Linked DNA regions of Mus musculus: region 2 is linked to region 1. Evidence: chromatin contacts called from public HiChIP or PLAC-seq data. All regions are on one chromosome and are shown on one strand. Each heading gives the region's core, a stretch centred on a gene start, on an enhancer-like site or on the middle of the called end of the contact. The rest is flanking DNA. Distances are from core to core; before and after follow the strand shown. Region 1 holds the start of Cbarp (calcium channel, voltage-dependent, beta subunit associated regulatory protein). Region 2 holds the start of Hmg20b (high mobility group 20B).

Evidence for each region. HiChIP or PLAC-seq counts read pairs in DNA pulled down with a chosen protein or histone mark.
Region 2: an HNF4G HiChIP or PLAC-seq map of pancreatic cancer cells shows a contact between it and region 1. The contact joins the promoter of Hmg20b here to the promoter of Cbarp in region 1. A contact is called at or near these places in 5 of 39 promoter capture datasets (erythroid cells, hippocampal neurons, liver and 1 more), 1 of 484 Hi-C or Micro-C datasets (B cells), 2 of 115 datasets of contacts at active chromatin or transcription factors (embryonic stem cells and pancreatic cancer cells) and 2 of 9 other capture datasets (liver and macrophages).

What each region holds. Positions count from the first base shown.
Region 1 is chr10:80,134,804-80,140,054 of GRCm38.p6, reverse strand. Cbarp (calcium channel, voltage-dependent, beta subunit associated regulatory protein) reads left to right here and starts at 2,668. Exons shown (of 9, transcript NM_001195268.1): 1 at 2,668-2,767; 2 at 2,873-3,012; 3 at 3,117-3,181; 4 at 3,561-3,705; 5 at 4,509-4,680; 6 at 4,809-4,937. The coding sequence starts at 2,675. It also overlaps a transcript of Atp5d not described here.
Region 2 is chr10:81,348,296-81,353,546 of GRCm38.p6, reverse strand. It overlaps Hmg20b (high mobility group 20B), which reads left to right and starts at 3,120. Exons shown (of 9, transcript NM_010440.3): 1 at 3,120-3,413; 2 at 4,059-4,167; 3 at 4,458-4,661; 4 at 4,931-5,051. The coding sequence starts at 3,376.

The DNA of each region.
Region 1 (5,251 bases), core at 1,419-3,918:
ATTTAGTTAGTGGGCAAGGGGATAGCAAATCTTTGGGTGTCAAAGGACAACTTGTGAGGGGAGGCACTCTTCCTTTCCTATTCGGGACTGAGGGATGAAACATGGCTGCTTGGGCTCGGCCGCAGGTACCTTAGTTTGCTCAGCTCTTTCACTACAGTTCTCTTGTTTGAGAAGGGGTCTTGTGCTGCTCAGGCTGGCCTAGAATTCTGTGTAGCTGAGGTTGACCTTGCGCTCCTGATCCACTTGATTTCACCTTACAAATGCAGGTGTGCGGGACCATCACAGTTCTGAGGGCAAGTTCCCAGTAGGTGTTTTACAGCACTGGCTATCTGCTGGACCCATAAAGGAACCTGCCAAAGAGCAGCATAAAAGAAAAACATGCAAGTGGGGATGGGGATGTACCTATATCTCATGGCTTGTAAACCAAGGGGATATGCAAACTGGAATTGCACATCTGGAGTGGCAGGTGACAAACTAGATAGTTGAGGGTCCCAGAGACCTGAGATACCCGCGTTAGCTTAGGGGCGTAATGCGCCCCGCCCGCACCGGGTTCTGGGACATTGCAGCACCAGGTAGGCTGAGTCGTGCAGGGGTGAGGGGGGCGGGACTGCGCTACAGCGGGAGGGGGCGCGGGAGCTCAGGCTCCGCCCCACGCCCCCGCCGGAAGGGAAGGGGAGGCGGTGGCCATCGCAGTGCGAGCCAGACGCGGCGGCGAGAGCGGCGGGGGCGGTCAGGCTGCGGGACCGGGCGGTTACCGGGTGCACAGAGCCAGGGGCCGGAGCGGGAGCACCGCCAACGCGGTCACGTGCGCGGCCCCACCTCTCCTGCGCGCCTCCCCCGTGCGCTGCTCTCCCCATTCATAAATTCTCCGTCGGCTCCGCGGCCACCGAGCTCCAGAGCCAACCGGGAGAGCCGTGTATCTGCCGCCCGCCCTCCCGCCGCCCATGGGCCGCACGCCCCGGCGCTGAGGTAGGCGCGGCGGGCCCTGGCGCACGGGGCCGGGCGGGGACGGGCGGGCGAATGCGCGCGGCCAGGGGATGGCGACCAGTTCCAGGGTCCGCCCTGGCCCACTGGTCCTGTCGCGCGCGGCTCCGGGAAGGGAGCGGAGCGTGGGAACGGCCTGAGCGGCCCTGCACCCCGCCCACCGCCCGCAGCCCCGAGAGGGAGCCAGCCCATGCCTGCCCTTGGCCTCAGTTTACCCTAGTGACAGGGCGAGAGCGTTGTCGCCTTGGCCTCCTGGATCCTCACGAGCCTGGCGTCGCGTTCTCTGCGCTTTTCCGCACCGTATCCTACTTGGGGGGCCTGGTGGACGTTCTGTGGGGACTCCATGTCTAGGCTTGCGTTCTCGCTGGCTCTCATGACCCCGCCTTCCTCGCCTTGGGTCTCCAGCCATCTTCCTCCCCCACCTCTCATTACCATCCTCACCATGCCCCACCCCCTCCAGCCTGAATTCATTTCCCGACCTACGTATGCGCCCCATGCCACCCACCAAAATTGATGCCCGCTGCTCTCTGCCTGGGTGCGCTGAGGAAACGTAGCCTTCTGGGGGGGGGTACATCGTTTATTCAGGTTTCGCCCCACAACTCCTCCACCATCCAGTCTGAAAAACACTGGTGACGGTGGAGCCTGCGGGCTCTTCTTCCATGGGAAAGGGGTTTGCATGCTCACGCTGGTGTGGGAAGTAGGGATGGATGGCCAAAATGGCCTTTATTACTCCAGAATCATCTTCATTCCCGGACTGAGTCAGGTGCAGTTTTAACAAGCCCCTTCTGAATCCACCCCACCCCATGATGTGCCCTAGCCTCAGTTTCTCCACGCTTCTGGCAGAGGCCTGGTGAGCAGCCATCTTGGCCAAGCCTTGGGGCGCCCCTGTGGGCGGCCTCCCCCGCGCCCCCGCCCGCCTCCCTCTGCTTGGCAACAGCCCCCCCCCCCCCCCCCGCCACTGCGCGGCCCTGCGCACCGTCGCCATGGGAACCAAAATTTTCAGGCCAGGAACAGATGAGCGTCTTTTGTCCTTTGCACTCCCACCAGTGTGGGGAACAAGGACCTTTCCCTATCGAGTCGTGACTGGGGGTGGGGGAATCATTAGTACAGCCCCGCCCACACCTTAGGTGCACTACCTTCAATTCCTTTTCTGCACCATGAGACCCTGAGACAAGAAGGACACCTGGGATGTTGCCTGAGTATGCTGTGGAGGCGTCATGTGTTTGTTCCTCCAAGGGTGCTTTCCCTTTCCTGGGCATGGCTGCGCTACCTTGCCGGTCTGGCCACCCCAGCCAGCCAGGGAGGTGGTTGGCATTTGGGAAAGCCACATTTACACACACACATACACACACACACACACACACACACACACACACACACACACACACACACACAGTGCTGCGCAAGCGCGATGACACCTTTTATGTGATAAAGATGGCGAAAGAGAGGTCCTGGCGTGTGTGTGTGTGGGGGGGGGGGGGAGCCTTGGCTCCAGGCACCCCTGCGGGGATGGGGAGTTGGGGGGGCACTCACATTGTAAGACTCGGCCCCACCTGTCCATGAGTCACCCCAGTGACGGCGGCTGCTGCTGCTGCACGGGGACGTAGGGGCTGACTTGCAGGGGCTCTTGTGGGGAGGGGCCGGCAGAGCTGAACCTGAGCTGGCTCTATGCCCTACTTGTAGCCTCAAAATGCAGCCCACGGCCACCATGGCCACAGCGGCCGCCACTACCGCCACTGTTGCCCTGACGACTTCGTGGGACAATGCCACCAGCCGCCCCACGGTGGGTTGGGTGACTCCTGGAGACTGGGGGTAGAGGTGGGATGGAAACCCCACTCTGCGGTGGAGCCCTGACATGCCCCGCCCTGTGCACTCAACCCCGACTCAGGCGGAGCCTGACCCCATCTTGGACAACTATGTGCTGCTGGTGGTGGTGATGTCGCTGTTCGTTGGAGGCACGCTGGTGGTGCTGTCTGGCGTTCTTCTGCTCTGCAAACGCTGCTGGGAGGTGCACCAGCGCTTCAACAGGTGCTTGTCCTGGGAACCACTTGACACATGCCCAGGCGCGCTTGCAGAGCCTCAGAGTGGAGACGCCCCATTCCTGCTCACTCTTCTTCCCCTTTCTTCCTCAGGGCCATGGAGGAAGCAGAGAAGACCACCACTACTTATCTGGACAACGGCACCCACCCTATACAAGGTGAGGGGCCCGCGCGGCTTGCAGCACCCCTAGCTGCACTTGACTGTGCCTCCCGCCGCGCCCCACCCCTCGGCCCCCTGCCCGCCCCCTCGGGCCGCCTGACGGTCTGTCTGTCTGTCTCCCCCACCAGACTGGGCGCAGTTCGAGTCCGACTCATCTCTGTTTCCTTAACGCCCAGGCGTAGGTGCGCACAGGCGCGTGCTGAGAGCGAGTGAGTGTGTGAGCGGATGAGCGAGTGCCCGCCGCCCCGCCCAGCCCGCCCCGTCCTGCCCTCACTCGGCCCGTGCCCCCCTCCCAGCCCACCCCGCCCAGCGGCCTGCCTGGCAGCCAGACACGCGCGGCCCACCCCGGGCCCACCCTCTCTTGGCTCTCCTCACAGACCCCGACTGCAGGGGGGAAGACCCCGAGGGCCAGGACACCGAAACAGAGCGCTTCCTAGCCACCAGCTCCACCGGCCGCCGCGTGTCCTTCAACGAGGCTGCCCTGTTTGAACAGAGCCGCAAGGCTCAGGACAAGGGCCGCCGGTGAGAGAAGTCAGGGGGAGGTCACAGCAGCTTGGTGATGAAAGCTGGGGATCCTGGCTCAGGTCTCTTGGTATGGGCTGGCAGGGTGGAGAGTAGAGTAAGTATCAATATCGAGGTCTAAGCAAGGCTGAGGCAGGAGAATTACTAGAGTTATTTTTAAATTTTTACCTATTTATATGTCTTTGTGTGGGGGTATGTACATGTGGTTTCAAGTGCCCACAGAGGCCAGAAGAGGGTGTCAGATCTCTCTGGAGCTAGAATTACAGGTGGTTCTGAGTAGCTCAGTATAGGTGCTGGGAACCCAACTCAGGTCCTCTGCAAGAGCCATAGTGCTCTTAACTCCTGAGCCATGGTTCCAGCCCCAATTGCTACAAATTTCAGACCCCGACTGGTCTGCATAGAAAATACACAGAGAGAGTTCCAGGTCAGCCATGGGTGTATTTCAAAGACCTGCTTTAAAAAGAACACCAGCACATGGTGGGCAGAGCCAGGAAGATTGCTGCAAAGTTCAAGGCCAAACCCAGGCTAGAGAGTGAGACCTGGTCTCAAAAAACAAACAAACAAATGGCAGTCTCCAGCAGAGGCAGGTGGGTATTTAGTGAGTTTAAGCCCAGCCTGGTCTACATAGAGAGACCTTGTCTCAGAAATTAAACAAAAACCTGTCACCCCAGCATTTGATAGGTGGAGGCATGAGAATTAAAAGCTCAAAGTCTTAAACAGGGAGAGACCTGTCTGTCAAGATGTTAAATGTAGGTGCTATGCGAGGGACTGCCAAGGGCTGACTGCTGGGGTCCCCAACATAGGTACACCCTGACAGAAGGGGATTTCCATCACCTCAAGAATGCCCGCCTCACCCACCTCCACCTACCGCCCCTCAAAATCGCTACTATCCATGAGTGTGATTCGGGGGAGGCCAGTGCAGCGGCCACACCCCACCCAGCTACCACCTCCAAGGACAGCTTGGCTATTTTCCAGGTGAGGTCAAGGTTACAGCTGCCTGTGGTCTTCAGCAGGTCTTGGAAGGCTGGGGTGGGAAGGTGGGATCGCCCCTCACCTACTTGTACTCTCTGTCCCTCCTCCCTCACCAACCTCTCTGTTCACAGCCCCCTGGGAAAACCCTCACCGGCCACTCAGTCGGCCCCAGCTCCGCCCTGCCAGGAGGTCCCTACAACTCCGTGGACTTCTCAGAGATCAGCCCCTCAACCTCCAGTGACTCTGGGGAGGGCATTTCGGTGAGGGTTCCCTCTGGTGTCCCTACAGTATCCCAAGATCTTGGTGACTTCTTTCTCAGAACCACTCTGCTCCCAGACCATGGTACTTTAGGATTCCCTGTAAGAGCCAGGCTGGTGGGAAGAGTGGACAGCTTCACTTAAAGCCCAAGGAACAGAACTTGTAGGCAGGATCCTTCCCCCGTGAAAGGCAGGATTCAGGGCAGGATGGCAGAGCTGGCTTGAGAAGGGTTGCCAGAAGGGAGTGGCCAAAGGCACACTTCATGGGGACCCAGGGATTGGGCCAGGGCCTGCTGGGGAGGGGATCCCGTTCCTGC
Region 2 (5,251 bases), core at 1,871-4,370, 1.2 Mb before region 1:
CCCTGAGTTCAATTCCCAGCAGCCACATGGTAGCTCACAACCATCCGTAATGATATCTGGCAGCCTCTTCTGGTGTGTCTGAAGACAGCTATAGTTTACTTATATACAATAATAAATAAATCTTTTTTTAAAAAATCTAGGGCCAGGGGTGGTGGCGCACACCTTTAATCCCAGCACTCGGGAGGCAGAGGCCAGCCTGGTCTACAAAATAAGTTCCAGAACAGCCAGGGCTATACAGAGAAACCCTGTCTTGAAAAACAAAAAACAAACAAACAAACAAAAACAAAAAAATCCCAAAAAAAATCTAGGGCAGGGCCTAGTGGAGTACACCCTAATCCCTATAATCCCTACATGCTAGAGAGGCAGGAGGATCCCTGTGAGGGCGAGGCCAGCATGGTCTACAGAGCTACAGGACAACCAGGGCTACACAAAGAAACCCTGGGCGATAGATATAACAAGACAAAACAAAACACAGAAAACAAAATTTAAAAAAGAACACAAAAGGTCTGGACATGGCTCAGGGGTGGGGTTCCTGCCTAAAAATTCCTCAGTGAGGGTCTGTGGCCCTGGTCAGAGGTAAAGCTCTGCCTAGTATCCCCCCAAAGAGAGGGCTGGGGCGTGGTGGTCAGAGATAGAAAGCCTGACCAGTCTCAGGTCCCAGGTTCCATTTCCACCACCAAAAACTAAGAACTGTAGAGCAGACATGCTGATACATGTTATCTGAGCCTCAGGGCCATAGGGCTGCGCATTCATTCCTTCACAGCAACCTGACCTGCACAGACACCTGTCTGAAATGACAGCCCTTCATCAGCAACTCTTCCCACAGTCCCTAGTGCTTCCCAGGGTGAGTTAAAAACACCATAAACACCGGGCAGTGGTGGCACACGCCTTTAATTCTGGCACTTGGGAGGCAGAGGCAGGCAGATTCTGAGTTTGAGGCCAATCTGGTCTACAGCCAGGGCTATACAGAGAAACTCTGTAGAGCAGGCTGGCCTTGACCTCGCGGAGATTCACCTGCCTTTTCCTCTGGAGGGCTGGGACTAATGGCGTGTGCCATCACCTCCCAGCTTCTTTCTTATTTATTTATTTATTTATTTTTAATTGTCTCTGAGAGGCTTTCACTATGTAGCACAGGGGACTGGAACTTACAGAGATCCCCTGCTTCTGTCTCCCTAGTGGTAGCATTAAAGGCAGGTGAGCCCACACCAAGCTCACAGCCAGTGATGAAGGCTGAGACTCTGTTCAGGGTAACTGTCAGGCTGCTCCCTTCCTGGACCACCTGTAGAAACCTTTGACCTGTGCCTGGGTCCCCACAGCCGCCTGTCATTGTTTTACCCAAATGCTCTTCTATCTCTGTTGTAACAGGAAGCCCAAGTTTGATCAAGCCTAACCTTATCTAAGAAGCTCTATCTGAACTGTCACCTGCTTGAGAGGAGCGGCTCAGAATCCCCCAGCCTGTTGAGTTTGGGGGGCGTCACTTGCACCTGCCATTAAGATAGACATAAGCACATGCTGCATGTGTAAGCATGTGTGTGGTCCCATAAACACATGCTATCATTACAATGCGTCACCTGGCCAACATTACCCCATCACAGAGTTTCAGTTTACAAACAGCACGGGAGGACTGAGCCCACGACCGCAGTGCATGATGGGATGGAAACACCCTAACCCTGCCCCAACCCCTCCAGGGGAATTATGGGCGGGGCTCCACTCTGACCACACTCCCAGCCCTTAGTGTGGCTACCAGGAATCGAACTGGAAGAGCAGCAGGTTTTATTTAAACCACTGAGCAATATCTTCAATCATTTGTTTTTAAAAAGATTTATTTGGGCTGGTGAGATGGCTCAGTAGGTAAGAGCACCTGACTGCTCTTCCAAAGGTCCGGAGTTCAAATCCCAGCAACCACATGGTGGTTCACAATCATCTGTAACAAGATCTGACACCTATTATTTCACGTTTATGAGCATTTTCCCTGCATGTAAGCCTGTTTGCTTGCCTAATGCTCAAAAGGGTAAAAAGAGGTCTCCTGGGACAGTTACAGATACTTTTTAGCAGACAAATGGGTGCTGGGGATCGAACCCAGGTTCTCTGCAAAAGAAACAGGCACTCCTAACCATAGAACCAACTCTCAGTTTCTCTTTTACTGTGGGATGTTACAGAAGACTGGAGTAAAATCACATTTGGCAACCTAGATGTGTGGTGCTGTCTCTTCCATTTGGATAATGCGGATCAAATTCAAGTTGTTGGGTTTCTCTGTAAACCCCTTGGCTTGCTGAGTCAGTCCGCACTGACCTTCAAAATGATTTTTTTTTTTTTTTAATGAAAATGCTCTTAGCCCAGCTTCTATCTCAGATCTAGGTGTCAGCCTCCCAGCCTGTTACTCCTCCTATGGTTCAATGTACCCCTTGGTCAGAGAGTAAAATCAAGGTTCCACGGGAAGGGAAATCAGTGCCTGGTGGTCATTTCCCCAGTCCTCCGTTTATAAAGCATACGTTCATTTATTGATTTAGGTCTGTGTGTGATGCACATGGCACAGCACACAGTGGAGTTCAGAGGACAACTTGCTGGAAAACCATTCTCACATTCCACTTTGTGGGTTCCGAATGCAAGTCGTCCACTAGGTGGCGAGCACCTTCAAGTGCTGTGCAATCTCACCAGACCCATTTTTTTTCAACGTAGTAAGAAAAACTACACCTGGCCGTACTGCAGGGGCGGGGGGTGCCTCTTTGGAACCTAACTCCTTCCTTAGAAGCCTACTAAAAACGCCTCTTCTGCCGAATATCCCCGGTCCCCATCTCCACACCCTAGCTCACCGGTCAGAATGGGGACTACTGGCCCTTTAAGGAGCTCCGCCCCACAGCACGCCGCCAGTCGCCTCCGATTGGTCCCGAGCGCGCCGGAGCGCAGCCGAACTTGACGCACCCGCCCGCAACCTGCCGACGCACCTCCCACGCGGCTCCGCAGATCTTCAGCCAACCACCGCCCGGCGCGCCGAGACTAATCTGCATGACCCCACCTCTCATGGAGGCCTCAGCCAATTAGAGCGCTATCCTTGGGTTCATTAGCATGAGGGCGGAGCGGGCGCGGGCGCTTGGTTGGACCGTCGCCGCGTCTCAGGTCCCGGGAAAGTTTTTTCAGAGGTGAAAAGAGCCGGGAAGTCCGGGCCTGCGCGGGGCGGGGGCTGCGGGGCGCGGCCTCCGGGACTCGATCTCGCAACAAAGGATCGCGGGGCCTCCTGCCCGAGGACCTCCCCGCCCCGGGATCCGCCTCCCCGGTCCGGGCCCCCCGGGGATCGCCCTGCGGTTCCCATCGAGGTGGCAGGCAGGACCCCCTGACCTTTGCCGGCTTCTGTTCCAGATCCCGCCCGGAGTGGCCATGTCCCACGGTCCCCGGCAGCCAGGCGCAGCCACCGCGTGAGTGCGCCTCCCCCAGCCTGTCCCGACCCTGGATAAGCCCTGTCCCCATCGTCGGGTACCCCTGGAAATGCCTTGTGTCCATCTCGAGTACCAGGGGTCATGCCCTGTCTCCACCCCGGGTACTCCTGGACATGTCCTGTCCTGCATCCTTGGGAACTCTTAAACATTCCCTATATCCACCCTCGGGTACCCCTAAACACACCATGTCCACGCTGGGATCTCTGGACATACCCTGTCTCATCCTCAGGTACCTCTGTGTACCTCTGTTTTGGGAACCCCTGATCCTGTCCTGTCCCTATACCCTACCTACCTTATCCCCACTACAGGAACTTCTGACCATGTCCTGTCACCCTTCGGGGATTTCTGTACTCCCTGTAGAACTGCCAAGACACCCTATGGCCTTCCTCACTATCTCATCTTCCTCCCAGGCCCCAGGACCAACTCACCTCGTCCTCCGTCCCCACCCCGCCAGTGGCCTACTGTGATCCTTGGATCCTCAAACTCTGGGTCCCCACCCCCTTTTTCCAGGCTCATGCGTGCTCCCACATACTTCTGTGATCTCCAATGACAAGAAGGGGATGGGTAGGTATGGGGGAATGATTTTGGCACTGATGGATGACGCTGGTTTCCATTGTCCCCAAGACCTGCGGGAGGCAAGACTCCGGGCCAGCACGGGGCCTTTGTAGTGGCTGTCAAGCAGGAGCGCAGCGAGGGTTCCCGAGCTGGAGAGAAGGGGCCCCAGGAGGAGGAGGTGAGTCCCCATCTGAAAAGCCTGGCCGGCCGCTGGCTCAGCAACACATACCTCACAAATCCAGACTATAAGATCCTCCCACTGCCTAGCAAGAGGCCACACCCCAGCCTAGCCTGTCAGTGGCTTCAGCCCCACCCCTAGGAGGCTGTCTTGGTGCAGGACCCGTAGGTTCTCTAGAGTTCTGACCCTTGATCTGCCGACCTACCACTAGACTAGGCCCCGCCCATATGCCCCAGACCCCCACCCACACTTCCCAGAGCCCCTCCCAAGGACACAGCCTCCTCCTGCAGCCAGTGAAGAAGCGAGGCTGGCCCAAAGGCAAAAAAAGAAAGAAGATTCTCCCAAATGGGCCCAAGGCCCCCGTCACTGGCTATGTTCGCTTCCTGAATGAGAGGCGGGAACAGATTCGCACCCGCCACCCGGACCTTCCATTCCCGGAGATCACGAAGATGTTGGGCGCCGAGTGGAGCAAGCTGCAGCCGGCAGAGAAGCAGGTAGAGACCAGAGAAAGGGGTGGCAGAAACAGGAGGATCCCTGGGCAAGCCCCATCGGTGAGAGACCCAGGCCCAAAGAACAAGGTGGAGAACGTCCAGTAGTCCTGGAGAAGGGACCCTCTCTCTGTGGGTTGGAGGGAGGAAGGGAGGCAAGGGAGGGGTTACGAATACATCAGTATGAGGGGAGTTGGGGGCCTGGCTCTGGCCACATCTGTGTGCCTACCTTCGTTTGGGCTGGCCCTAGTTTGAGGATGCTGCCCCCCTCCTAGCGGTACCTGGATGAGGCAGAGAAGGAGAAACAGCAGTACTTGAAGGAGCTGTGGGCATACCAGCAGTCAGAGGCCTACAAGGTCTGCACTGAGAAGATTCAAGAAAACAAAATTAAAAAAGGTGAGTGAGCCAGGCAGTAGTGGTGCACACCTTTACTCCAGCACTTGGGAGACAGAGGCAGGTGGATCTCTGCTTTTGAGACCAGTCTGGTCTGTAAAGTGAGTTCCAGGACAGCCAGGGCTACCCAGAGAAACCCTGTCTCAAAAACAAACAAAAGCCGGGCGTGGTGGCACACGCCTTTAATCCTAGCACTCGGGAGG